Regions from separate parts of the Mus musculus genome. Here region 1 is linked to region 2. The links are chromatin contacts, called in public HiChIP or PLAC-seq maps. All regions are on one chromosome and are shown on one strand. The core of a region is the stretch at or near the end of the contact, and the rest is flanking DNA. Distances in the headings are between cores, read along the strand shown.

Region 1 (6,378 bases), core at 274-2,773, 580 kb before region 2:
AGGAGAGCTGATGATTGGGCAGATAAAAGGGAAGGTGGAGAGGATGCAGAGGAGGAGGAAGAAGAAGAAAAGCAGAGCAGAAGCACATGGCCTGGAGAAACCGCAAGTTCTAAGGGGTCTCAGAGATGTGGAAGATGGTAGTGTAGCTACCCAATCTGCCCGATCTAGGCGCACAGCATGTAATCATATGAACTGGGTTGGGTTTTCATTGCCGGGCATATTTGGGAGATTTACCGCAACATCACAGTGTAAGCACTCAGCTTCACACTTCTTTACATCACAGACTGTTTTGTGTGAAAGCTAATGGGGATTTGATGGTATTCTAAATTAAAAAAAAAGAAAAGAGCCAGTGTAAAAGGACTCAGAAAGGGGAAGGAAGGAACAAGATTAGGTATGGGGAGAGACAAGAAAGAAACCCAGGGGGCCAGGAGAATGAATCAAAATATACAGCGGTGGGGACTGGGAGTGGGGGTGGGGAACCTCTAGAGTGTCCCAGAGTCCTTGGATGTAGACTACCAGGACTCAATGGAGATGACATTAGCCAAAATGCCCAACAGTGGGGAGATGGAAGAGACCACCTCCAGTAGATAGACATGACCCCCTGTTGAGGCAGGGGAACACCCTCCCATTTTCAATTTTTTTGACCCAGATTTGTTCCAGCCTAAATGAAACTCAGGAATAAAAATGGAGCAGAGACTGAAAGAAAAGCCACCCAGTGACCCCCCAGGCAGGTATGCAGCAGAGGATTGCCTTGTCTGGCCTCGGTAGGAGAGGATGAGTTTAATCCTGTAGAGACTTGATGCTCCAGGGAAGGGGGATCCTGGTGGGCAGTGGGGGAGCACCCTCTGGGGGGGAGGGTTGAAAAACACGGGGAGGGGACCAAGAAGAGGGGCAACGTCTAGAATGTAAATAAAATTAAATTTAAAAAAGAAAAAAATAAAAGGACTTAGGAAACCTGGACATCATACAAAAACAATGACTGGCCAATCACAGTGTAATCCAGCAAACAGCAAGACCCTGATTCAGAAGGTTAAAAAAAATGTCTGCGTAACTGCTTGAAATCCACAGAATATATAAACATTCTTAAATCGGCCGGATGTGGTGGTGCACGCCTTTAATCCCAACACTCGGGAGGCAGAGGCAGGCGGATTTCTGAGTTTGAGGTCAGCCTGGTCTACAGAGTGAGTTCCAGGACAGCCAGGGCTACACAGAGAAACCCTATCTCAAAAACCAAAAAAAAAAAAAAAAAAAAGCACCCCCCCCCCCAAAAAAAAAATCTTAAATCAGTGACAATACTCAAGAAGGAAGCAGACTGCTTCTGGTTAGCTTTCCACTGCTGTGACAATACCTGAGACAAACTAACTTGTAAGGATGAAAGCTTAATTTTGGCACACAGGTTCAATCAAAGGTTTCGGTCCACAGTGAGTCTGCGCCACCATTCCTACGCCCACAATAGAGCTCATGGTAGTTGACAGAGTGAAGTCCAGCAAGGCTGCTTACCCCAGGCAGCCAGGGGCACAGAGGAGGCCGAGATTCCCAGCATGCCTGCAAGAGTAACCCCTCCCAGGACGCAACTTGCTTCCGCAGGTCCCACAGCCTGACCACTCCCCCCTCCTCCCACAGGCCGCAGGCTGTAGAAATCGCTTGAACATCTGGCAACATTTAAAGCCCAAAACTTTTTCTATTAGTACAGAAAAAAAGAAACGGGTCTAACTATTAAGCCCCCTTCCGAAATGCAATAAAGCAAAAAAAATTAAAACATTTACCCAGTGTTTCCTATTTTAAAACTATTTTATGGTAAACAACGAGCCCGCATTGATAAAGGAAAGCCACTTAGCAAAGAGAGTTAGAGCTGTTTAACTAAGGTGGCTGGAAAGTTGGCTCAGCTGAACAGCACTTGCTGCTCTTGCTTAGGACTGGGGTTCAGTTCCCAGCACCAAAATAGGAGTTCACAACTCCTGTCACCCAAGTTCCAGGGGACCCGACAGCTCCTGGCTTCCCAGGATACATACACATGGTGGGTGCACTATACACACACAGTCAAAACACTCACACATAAAAATAAATCTTTTTTTTTAAAGCATCAAATACCATTTTAGAATATACAGTTTCAGTGCAGTTAAGATCGGCACATCACAAAAAAAATTGTAATACTGAACTATATGCTGTAAAAAGATCAAGATAAAAAGTTTGTATATTTTGACTCCAATTCTTTAAAAATCCTTTTTATAACTTTTGCTAATTCCAGGAAGATAACTGGTAAAAACCACCAATGGATACTATATTAGGTAGAAGTTGGATGAAGAACTAGACGTATATGTATTGCCAAAATTTCACTCCTCCTAGATGATATAAAAGGGGAAATCATGATTTCACAATCGAAAAATCATCACCTTCATTACTACTGACTTGTATGGTTCCTGCGATGATGCAATGGGTCTGGCTGTTAAACACTCTACTAAAATGTTTACTCTGGTTTGAATTCTTCAGACAGACTTTTACTTTGACAGAAATAAGGGATACAGAAAGATGAGCTAAATACACCACAGAAACAGTAAAACCCAGTCAGAGAAAGGAAAGGTCTTAGAAGACATGAGGTGGCATCATGTCTTTTTAACAAGTCGCCATTATGAAAACATAATGAAATGAGAATTTCAAAATAAAAGACACCAAGTAGCAAAGGCATGGGTAAGTGAGGAAAGGTTCCTTTGCAAGACCAGTTAAATAAGCACACTGTAGAAGATACCGTGGGAATGACTGCAGATAATACACCAAAAACAAGATAATGTTCGAGAGTTCTGCCAATTAACAGTTATAAAAATAGCAGTGCTCTGATTAAATGTTGAATTCCCTTTTTCACAAATACATAATATAGATGTAGAGATGAAAGTCTCTGAGCTCCATAACTTAAATTATCTGGGTAAAAAATACATATGAAAGGAATGTAATCACAATGCTTCCAGGCAACTAGTAACCTAAAAACCATGGGTAAAAGCCATTCATTTAAAAAGGCAGACAGTAAGAAGGCATGTTACATCATCTTAGTTTATCATCCAAGTCCCTCCACCTGCTACCAATAATGAGAACCAACCAAAACACATAGACAAAACTAGCAAAAACATCAGCATTGATGAAGGAAAGACAAAGGACCCACTGTGTGCCACACGTCTGAAAAGCCATGGAAAAGGCGAAGATTCTAATGGACAGCAGTGTAAGACTGCCCACTGCCATCAGAGACAGACGGCTGGTGTCCATTTCTCTACTGTCTTCTCTGTGTCCGCAGCTGAAAAGTTCCATTGAAAGAATCAAAGCTGGGCTGGAATGAGGGCAGGGAGGAAGAAGGCGAGGGAGATGGGGGTTACAAGAGGCCTTCAGAGGCTCCCTGCAGAGAAGGTTTATTTGATCTCCTCACACATCTTGGTGTCATCTCTAACTTGTCATCTTCCCACTTTAATCCTTATATCCAACTGTCTAGAAAAGAGGAGGAAAAAGTACTTAAGGACACTTGCTTACTGGATGGGAAACCTAGGCAACAACTGGCCCATCCCTGTCATGTAATGTGAGCGAAACCAAGCCTGGCTTAACTGCAAAGCATCTTTCTCCAAATGAAAGCCAGGCCTTCTTTCTAGTATGTATCTGGGTGTGGTGTTTGCAGGCCATCACCTTTCTCAAGTCTGTAAGTGGTTCCATTTGTTTTCATGGGGAGTTTGGGTTCGGCTGATTTCAGAAAATGAAGGACTCTCAGCATCCTTACAGCTGGTTCTGGAACCCTCCTGTAGTGGTATTAAGAAACAAAACCAGCCGGGCGTGGTGGCGCACGCCTTTAATCCCAGCACTTGGGAGGCAGAGGCAGGCGGATTTCTGAGTTCGAGGCCAGCCTGGTCTACAAAGTGAGTTCCAGGACAGCCAGAGCTACACAGAGAAACCCTGTCTCGGAAAACAAACAAACAAACAAACAAAAAAGAAAGAAACAAACAAACAAAACCAGAGTTCTGCAGAGAATGCTCTGCATTAAGAGGACTGGCTGCTCTTCTAGTGAGCCCAGATTTATTCACAGCCCCACACTGGACTTCACAACTGTCTGTAATGCTGGTCCCAGGGAACTCACTCCTGACTGCTCACATGTGAACATACACACATACAGTCACAACACACATACACATAGAAGAAAGACAAGAAAAAACCAGCTCAGTGACCAAGAGGCTCTTCCTCACAGGACCTGGGTTCAGTCCCCAGCTCCCATAAGGCAGCTTGTAACCTGCTGTAGCTACAGCTCAGAGGATCTGACACCCTCTTCTGGCTTCCTCAGGCACCAACCATGTGCATGATGCAGAAACATACATGTAGGCAAAACATTCATACACAATAATAATACCTCAAAATTTTTCAAAGACATTACAAAACAAGATGTTAATGAGGAAAAATAAAAGTTTCCAGTTTTACTGACGTAAAAGGGAGAGAGGAACAGAGATAAGTGGCACCCCAAAAACTGTGGAGATCGTTCAGAACATGTATCTATCACTTCATACAAGTATCTGTGAGGAAGCAGAACCTAAGTTAAAGAGAGTGAGGAGAAGTGTCTCCAATCACAGTATGTGGGCTGAACTTGGATTCCGATTCAAACAGCCCTGCCTCTCAGTGCCAAAGCTCAGCTGCTGCCCACAATGTCTATGGCCTTCAACCAGCAGCACCTGGTGATTCGTATAATACAGAGTTCGGCGGCCAGCATGAGATGCAGTCTCGGTCTCTTCCGAGGCACAGCTTCTGCTGGGCTCACTATGAGGACACACTCCCAGATTCATGATTCTCGGTGAAGCTGGTCTCTTAACCACTGCTACTTTCTCAGCTCCACTAACCAGCACCAACTGTCCCCGTAAAACCAAGCTTTCACTTCAGTGAGTGGTGCCAGCCTCCTGCTAATCCCAGCTGATTCTTCAGCACCAGCTAACCGGAACCACAGATTCTTAATTCAGAATATCACAGAAAGGGCACCACTAGAGTCCTCGCTTCCTTCTGAAACTTCGTCTGCTCTCCGGTCTCTTCCAAGCGCCAACAAAACAGCCCACTGACCTCTGAGCACTCAATGGCTTTCGTAGCCCATAATTCTACTGTCATAGCAATCCTCCCAAAAAACACATAGTCACACCTACCATAATAAAACCCACTCATGGTACCAATTGCTATCTTAGGGCTGTTGCTTTGATAGAACGCCCAAATCAAGTTGGAGAGGAAAGAATTTATTTCATCTCACAACCTGTATGTAGTCCATTATCTAAGCAAGTCAGGGCAGAAGTCCTCAAGGCAGGAACGTACACAGAGGACAAGGAGAACACTACTGCTGCCTTGCTCCACCTGCTTGCTTATACACTTCCAGGAGCACCTGCCCAGAGGTGGCACTACCCACAAAGAGCAGGCTTTCCCACATCAATCACTAATTAAGAAAATGCCCCACAGGCTTGCCCTCAGGCCAATCTGGTGGAGGCATTTTCTCAAGAGATAATTCTCTCTTCCCCCAAATGAATATCCAGTGTCAAGTTAAAAACTAGCTAGCACAACCAGGAGAGCACATTCTTTTGTCTTTCCTGGGGATTGCTGGACAACTGGGAAAATTCCACTGGCAATAATAAACGAGGTTTTTCTCCGTAATTCACAGCAACGATGAGACACTGGCTGCATTTCCTTCCTTCTTCAGAAGGTCGTCAGCAGGTAAAGCACAATGCACGCCATGTATGTAGCACTTGGAAGTTGAAGAAGCCTTGTTTGCTTGCCAGCCTATGGACAAAAAGCCTGTATACTGATGAGTTAATGCTGACTGTCAACAAGATCTGGCGTCACTGAAAAGATGAACATGTGTATAAAGGAAGTTCCGAGAGATGTGGGCATCATCATGTTATAGGCTGGGATCCTAAACTGCATAAAACAGAGTGTCTTAGTTAGGGTTTTACTCCTGTGATCAGACACCATGACCAAGGCAACTCTTATAAAGACAACATTTACTTGAGGCTGGCTTACAGGTTCAGAGGTTCAGTCCGTTATCATCAAGGCAGGATCATGGCAGCATCCAGGCAGACATGGTGGAGGAGGAGCTGAGGTTCTACATCTTCATCTTCTTTCTGCTAGCAGAATACTGGTTTCCAGGCAACTAGAACGAGGGTCTTAAAGCCCACGCCCACAGTGACACACCCACTCCAACAAGGCCACACCCCCTAATGGTGCTACGCCCTACTCCAAGCCTAATACAAACCATGACGTGCTTAGCAAGCTGACCACAAGCATCCATCCTCTTTGCTTCCTGACTAAGGATGAAATGCTCCTGCTGCCATGACGACTGTATACGTGAACTAGGAGCCAAAATGTACCTTCCCTTTCTTAAAATAA
Region 2 (7,146 bases), core at 856-3,355:
GTCAAAATAGTTGTTAGCAGGAGGTTATAGTGTTCATTCTTAAACAATTATCCTGTTGTCTTTCACTCTTTATAGATTTGGCTAACGGCAATGTATCAAGGTTTAAAAGCTGCTTGCTACTACTGGCCGGGATCAGATGTGGCTGTCAATGGCTCCTTCCCTACCATCTACAGGAATTACAGCAAGTAGGCAAAGGGCCTTCCCATAAGGATCTAACTAGGCAGGGATCTGTAGACCGCTTTCCTCATTTATTTGTTTGCCTTAAAGATTGATTTGTGTGTGTGTGTTTGTGTATGTATGTGCATATGTGTGCATGCGTGTGCTTGTGTGTTTGTATCTGTGCAAGTGTGTGTATGTGTGTGTGTGTAGAGGGTCAGTTCTCTTCTATCATACAGGTTCTGGATTCAGCTCAGTGGCAGGCACTGTGTCTGCGGTTGTAGTTTTGTTTTTGTTGCTGTGGTTAAATACCATGACGGAAAGCAACTTACAGGAGAAAGAAAGGTATTTATTTAAGGTTGAACTTCTGGGTTGAAATCTTGTCACTGAGAGATGCCACAGAAGCAGAAGCACGAGACAGCTGATCACATCTAGAGTGAAGAGCTCAGAATGGATGGGTGCCTGTGTGATCACCTGCCTGTTCGTGCTGACCTTGACTTCTCCATACTTAAAGAGTTCAGAAGGCGTGGCCTGGGGACTCTACTCCCCGGCTTGTCAGCCATGCTTTTGACTTTCACAGAAGACGCAGTCTGAGGGTTTTGGGTTTTTTTGTTTTGTTTTTTGTTTGTTTGTTTTGTTTTGTTTTGTTTTTGAGACAGGGTTTCTCTGTGTAGCTTTGGCTATTCTAGGACTTGATCTGTAGACCAGGCTGACCATGAACTCATAGAGATTTGCCTGCCTCTGGCTCCAGAGTATTGAGATTAAATGTGTGTCCACTACTGCCTGGCCTGAAAATCTTTTTTTACAGCTTTAGTCTGCACTTTCATCTATCTGTATTACTAAGGCCCCTGTCTCCCCAACTTTCTGTTTCTTTTCTCCTGTGATCTATTCTCAATCATCAGTCAAAAGGTACCTTTGCCAGTCTAGTTACAGCACTCCATCAAGTATTTCAATGGCTCCTGGCACACATGCTCTGTACATTAGCAGACCCATGGATGAGTGCTGATGCTGCTTTGCCCACCTGCCTAGGGATAGCGCCACCTACAGTGTACTGGCTCCCCTTACATCAATTCATAATCAAGATTATCCCCTATAGATATACTTAGAGACCAACCTCTACCTCAAAGTACACTGTTTGCAAATAGACAACTAGTACATGTGATGTATAATGAGTAAAAGCCGACAGTTACAAGTTATCAACTTGACTTGTTGATAATCAACGGCTTTCATTTTAGTTGTGCAAAGTTAAAGGAGAAACAAGTAAAAAGGAAAGAAAGTGACCTTTTTTTGATGAGACGAGTGTGTGGAAGGTCTTTCTGACAGTGGGCCCCTTTCAGTGGAGCGTGCCACGCCCCTTTCAGTGGAGCGTGCCACGCCCCTTTCAGTGGAGCCTGCCACGCCCCTTTCAGTGGAGCGTGCCACGCCCCTTTCAGTGTTTTGATCCTGTACTACAGAATGGATGCATGAGGCATCGACTCCTCCCCCTAAGGAAGAGTATGTTGGAATTACTTGATTAAATTTTTTAAACTTTTTATTTCAGTTCTGTCCCATATGAAAGGAGGATTACAACACTGTTACAATGGCTGGACCTGCCCAAAGCTGACCGGTGAGTGACAGCTCTGTCTAAGAGTGCTCCATTGTGATGTATATATGGTTAAGACTAGAACCTTCTGTACTAGCACCCGTGAAAAACAAAACAAAACAAAATCCTTGGAATTCCCTTTTTATCCTTCTGTCTGTCTTCCCTTCCTTCCCTGTCTGTCTGTCTGTCTGTCTGTCTGTCTTCCCTCTTACTTCTCCTGCTTCCTGCTCCCAGCCACTTCTGGCAGTTTGAGAGGTTTGGTTACATAGCCCTGCCAGCCTGAAAGTCACTATATAGACCAGGCTGCCTTGAACTTCCTGCAATACTCCTGCCTTGGCCTACTGAGTGCTGAGACTGACGACAGTTATGACAGACATTTCCAGAAATGTCTTGCAAACTGAAACCTTCTCTAAGACTGATTCACTCATTAGCACTTTGTAGAGAGTCAGACAGGTCTAGAGCCAAATTACAATTTATTTTAAGCCGTGTGTAGCCCTCTAAATAGCCACTCCTTATCCAGCTCAGACCTGACATCCAGTGACTAACATGTTAAAAAAAAAAAATCAGAATATATTAGCATAACAAAACCCTAGTTTCCAACCACTGAAGAGCTAAGAATACTATCAGATAGCTTCTAGGGCTGTGAGCAGAGTTGTCCCCATTTTTTTGCTGTAACCCCCTGCCCATCAATGTATTTGAAAGTGTCTGATTTATGACCTCCCCTGTTCTGTGACTGTAAGAGCTCCATCAATCTGCTTTTGTGTTGGAACGTAGAATTCGGGGTAAACTAAATCTGCAGCCATGGCCAGTCACATTTGGCTCCACAGTAAACTCTATCCTCCTGGAGGTGAGAGTGGTGTTTGGAGTTGACACAGGCATGTGTCACTAAACCAGCTATTGTCACTGCTTTTTAGTGGGCATTTCCTAAGATTGATTTCTGAGAACAGGTACAGAGACAGAGTCAGTCCCTCGTTGGAGAGGCAGACAGATATCATGACCATACTGAACTGGGGCAGGAATGACAGAGGCCCTGGTTCTTGTTTCTGAGGATAGATAGATTCCAGGCTGAAAGGAGCCAGAGTCACAGACTAGTCAGAGCGTACTGAGAGCATCAGGTAAACTTCACATCGGCAGCCACATGCTGATAGAGGAACAGAGAGTCAGTCAAAGGCCAGACACTAGCACATAGAAAGGGCTGACCCATTAACAGAGGTCTTAGCTACAAAAACAAGATGTTTCACAACTGAGCCACAGTAGTGCTTTTATCTGGAAAGGTGTTATTTACGTCTCATTAGGAGACTCTAATGCACTCAAGTCAAATGTATCTTCTGGCCTCTAGCCTGGATAAGGAGGGGGAGGGGGCAGGCATGCTCATGATCCCAAATTATTAATGTCTCCCTTTGTTTCAATTTTACCTGTAGACCCAGTTTTTATACCATCTATGTGGAAGAGCCTGATTCTGCAGGGCATTCGAGTGGACCAGTCAGTGCTGGAGTAAGATGGGGTTTTCTTGCTGGTTTTGTTTGTTTGTTTGTTTCTCAACAGATGGAAAATCATTTAGGCCTAACCTACAACATAAGACAGGATTTTAAAACTCTCTACTGAACACACACATTTAAGGAATACATGAAACCAAGTCATTAAAAGTCTAAAATCAATATTTCAGTTTAATAGTTCAATCATAAAATTGTTAAAAGTTCTAGGAAGGATAACTGCCTAATTATCGATACCTTAATTCCTTTGATTGGCAACCCGATGGAGACTTTGATGAGGCACTGTTAATTCTCATGCTGAAACCTCAAGGCTAGATACTGCATGGCCACTCAGCACTGTAACATGGACATTTTACGTGAAGGCACTTGCCAGTTTCTGTGCTGTGTCCTGGGTGCCTACCGTACACACTGCCACTCATGGCGGTCCCAAGCACCTCAGGCACTCAATCAATTTCCTCATTAGCAAGGCCACTCTCATACAACTTTCCCACAGGACCATTGTCCTGGAATACTGTTTTCAACACACAAAGGCATTCTGCTTTTGAGCCCCACCCCCCACCCCCACCCCCATTGGCCATAACGTAAAAGCTCCCAGGAGTGAGATGCCCTGAGGAACCTCATTTAACAATGGCCATCCAAATGTGAGCTTGCTTGCTTGCAGCTCCTTTTGTTGTTATTTACCAGGGAAGTCTATTTTCCTTCTTCTTTTTAAGCCGAAGTTGTTCCTAATGCAAGCAAGGCCCTGGCCAGTTCTCACACACTCCGTGGGCCTCTTCAGCCTCCTGGTACTGTTCTAAACTCACTGTGAAATGTTACACTTATTCTCGTGGCTCTGAGGGTGAGGAACTCATTGACTACAACGCCCACTCAGTGTTTATTCTCTGGTTTACCCGCTGTCTGTTTGTTGCTATGCATGTTTGATGAGATTAGTCATTTTAGGAAGGAACACTGTCTCTGGATTTATCTGCCTCTGAATCTGACTTGTACTGTTAGATCTAGTGGGGAAACCCCCACCCAATTCCCAGATTCGGCGTGCACCCAAAAAAATCACAAAGGACCATCTCTTGATGTAATTACATGAGGACGTTTAATTACGTTTAATTACGGAGCTCCGAACCGACATGCATCCCACACAGGAGATAACGGATGTCGGCCACAAGGCTTGAAAACTAGGGGTTTTCATGGGGTAAGGGGCTTAGGGGTGTGGAATTCAGCATAGTGACACACTATTGGCTTATTTAAACATTAACAGAAAGATTACATGTTAACAAAAGGGCATCAGGACTTTGTTCCTGTGGTCTGGGGGCTTATCTTTGTTCACATAGCAACCAGTTGATGTATGTCAAGGGGCAATAGACAGAGGGGAGGTTCCGGCCAGATGGTGTTGACTCAGATAATATAGCCCTGCTGGTCCTTGCATACCTTTTTATCTTTACAGTCAAGATGTTCTTAGGAATGCCTTAACAGCCCTGCCCTGGCAGGCCTGGGGGCTGTTCTGCTTTGTTCTCAGTCCCAGGCTGGGGCTGTGGGCTCCTAAACAACTCACAAGTTACAATATTTCATCTTCCTTCAGTACTGGGTCCCGTTAACTTTTTCCCCCTTTCTTTTCTATGATCTAGTTTGAAAAGTATCTAGTTTTAAGTTTTAAGAGTAATTATGAGAAATGTGCAGAACTTGAGCGCTCAGAGGCGTGTATGAGGTCTTGTTCCAGTAGATGTCGGTGGGATTGTGGTTTGCCAGGAGAAGGTTGTAGTCAGGGTCCTCTGGAGGAACAGAACGAAGGGGATAGAGATTATGCATACACAAGAAAAATCTATTATTGTACAGGCATTAAAATAGTAATGACTGCCTAATTACACCTATGTTACTGCAAGCACCATGATTGCTCTGTCCTTCAAGGTGGGTGCCTCCACCATTGGAATAGTTCCATCGTGGTGCTCTCTTGCTGGGGAGCCACATCTGCCAGCTACTCAGTTTATAGGATGGGATGCCTCAGTCTCGGGCAGGCACCCGGAGTCCAGAAAGTCAGAAACAACATCAAGGTAAATCAATTCCTTGTAGTGAGGTGGGCAGCCACCAGTCAAGGCAGGCCCTCTCACATCCATCAGGACAATCCCTCAAGTGAAGCTTCCTTTCCAGACAATTCTAATCTGTGCCAAGTTGACATTAAAAATCAACTGTTAGAAATTCTCCCCTGAGTAAAAAGGAAATGGGATTGTCAATGGCCAGTAGACTGGGTATATACTACGGGACAACACAGAAGGGCCACATACATATAGACTACTGGCCCCCTTCCCCAGTAGACAGCACCAGAATAGTAAAGAATGATAATAATAGGTGACCATTGCTGTGAGCTACTTAATCCATGCCAAGTACACTCTTTGAAGTGCTGTGTACATAGTAATTTGAATCCCTGACTAGGGCACTGGGAACCAGAGAGAAGGTTACAAAAAAGCCTAGCGTCTAGTCATGCAGAACTCTTTGGGCATTGGGACATTGTTATAAGGAAAGTGGACTGGCCAGTCCTGTGTGTACTGAGAGATCATTTTTATTAGGCATGCATGAGGAGGGAGAAACATTGGTCTCTGCAGTAGTCTACTAGAGAGGGCAGGCTTGGACCTGGAAGGAGGACAGGATCAAGAGTGGAGGAAGGTGTGTTTTTGAGATTCAGTCAGCTGATCGACGGGGTGTGAGGTGGGTGGGGACGGGAGAAGATGGTGCATCTTTGCCCTCTGCCAAAAGCAAATGGCAACTGAATTCATACGGAAAGCTGAGAGCAGGGAAGGGTCTGGAATTGGAAGCATGGAAGCACAGAAGAGGACACGTGGGAGAGTGAAGAGGGATGACAGAAGAGAGATAGGACAACACCTGCGTAAAAGGCTCACAGCAAACAGGAAAATGGACAGAGAAACGGACAACTATAGTTGGAAGGCTTTGCAGTTTTATTATTATCATTATCATTATTTGCAATCGTATTTTAGTTCAAAGTTCCCAACATTTGTAAATTAAAAGCACAAAGGCTATTTTAGTGTGCTTTGGTCCATGCAGTAAGTTAAACGTTTATTAATTTTTTCTAGATTTTTCTCTCACCAAATCCCATCTTCATTGGCTACACAGAAGAGTTTCTGGTGGGTCTAATATGCTAGGCAGTCCTCGGGATGGAAAAGACGATGCCGTAGTACATAAAACTATCTTGAATGAATAAAGACAGACTTAACATCATCTAATTTTTTTTTTTAAAAAAAAGCTCATTTAAAAAAATGTAATAAAGCCTTTAAGAATAAGATTTAGCTAATAAGCAATGGAACATTACACTTGAGAGAGCTGTGTGAAATGATTTAGAGGCCGCTGGGATTTGACCAGTGAGGAAGCCATGGGAGTCCAAAAACTTTCTTTCCCTTTTTTACCCTTTCTCTCCTTTCTTCCTCTCCTTCTCCACCCTGCTCTCCCCTCCTCCCTCTTCCCTTCCTTCTCCTCCCTCTTCCCCTCCCATTCTCTGATTCTTCCCCTTTTCTCACCCACTCTGCCTGCCGCCTCCTATTCTTCCCTCCTCCTCTCCTTTTTCTTTCTCTTCCTTCTTTCCTCTACTCTTCCTCCTCCTCTCCTCCCTCTCCCTCTTCCTCTCCCTCTCCCTCTCCTCCCTCTCTCCCCTCTCTCCCCTCTCCCTCTTCTTCTCCCTCTTCCTCTCCCTCCCTCTTTTCTTCACACACAGTTATACCATGCAGACTGGCCTTCATACCTCAGTAAGAGTCACACGTTACTCATTATCCGGTAAGGAATCACTATATACATCTTCAGTAGAATACAAAGTCAGGAGGGGACCAAGTCATCCTGGAAAGCACATTAGACACAGACGGGCTTCAGTGCTGACAATGCTCAGAGCCTGGGAGAGCACCACTGTAGAGAATCATAGGG

What was found. HiChIP or PLAC-seq counts read pairs in DNA pulled down with a chosen protein or histone mark.
Region 1: a contact with region 2 is called in an H3K27ac HiChIP or PLAC-seq map of embryonic stem cells, with 3 times the contacts expected there. The contact joins two enhancer-like sites. A contact is called at or near these places in 1 of 484 Hi-C or Micro-C datasets (B cells) and 1 of 115 datasets of contacts at active chromatin or transcription factors (embryonic stem cells).

The regions. Positions count from the first base shown.
Region 1 is chr10:25,377,331-25,383,708 of GRCm38.p6, reverse strand. All of the region lies in intron 1 of Epb41l2 (erythrocyte membrane protein band 4.1 like 2), which reads right to left. Among named protein-coding and RNA genes, the nearest start is that of Epb41l2, 21 kb to the right of the region's middle. Within about 2 kb of position 1,523, at least 51 of the 459 cell types and tissues checked have an H3K27ac peak or open chromatin away from gene starts, as enhancers often do. A contact at or near this core is called in embryonic stem cells, where this site is marked.
Region 2 is chr10:24,800,485-24,807,630 of GRCm38.p6, reverse strand. Enpp3 (ectonucleotide pyrophosphatase/phosphodiesterase 3) reads left to right here. Exons shown (of 25, transcript NM_134005.2): 9 at 76-185; 10 at 1,697-1,762; 11 at 3,160-3,232. Among named protein-coding and RNA genes, the nearest start is that of Enpp3, 32 kb to the left of the region's middle. Within about 2 kb of position 2,105, at least 12 of the 459 cell types and tissues checked have an H3K27ac peak or open chromatin away from gene starts, as enhancers often do. A contact at or near this core is called in embryonic stem cells, where this site is marked.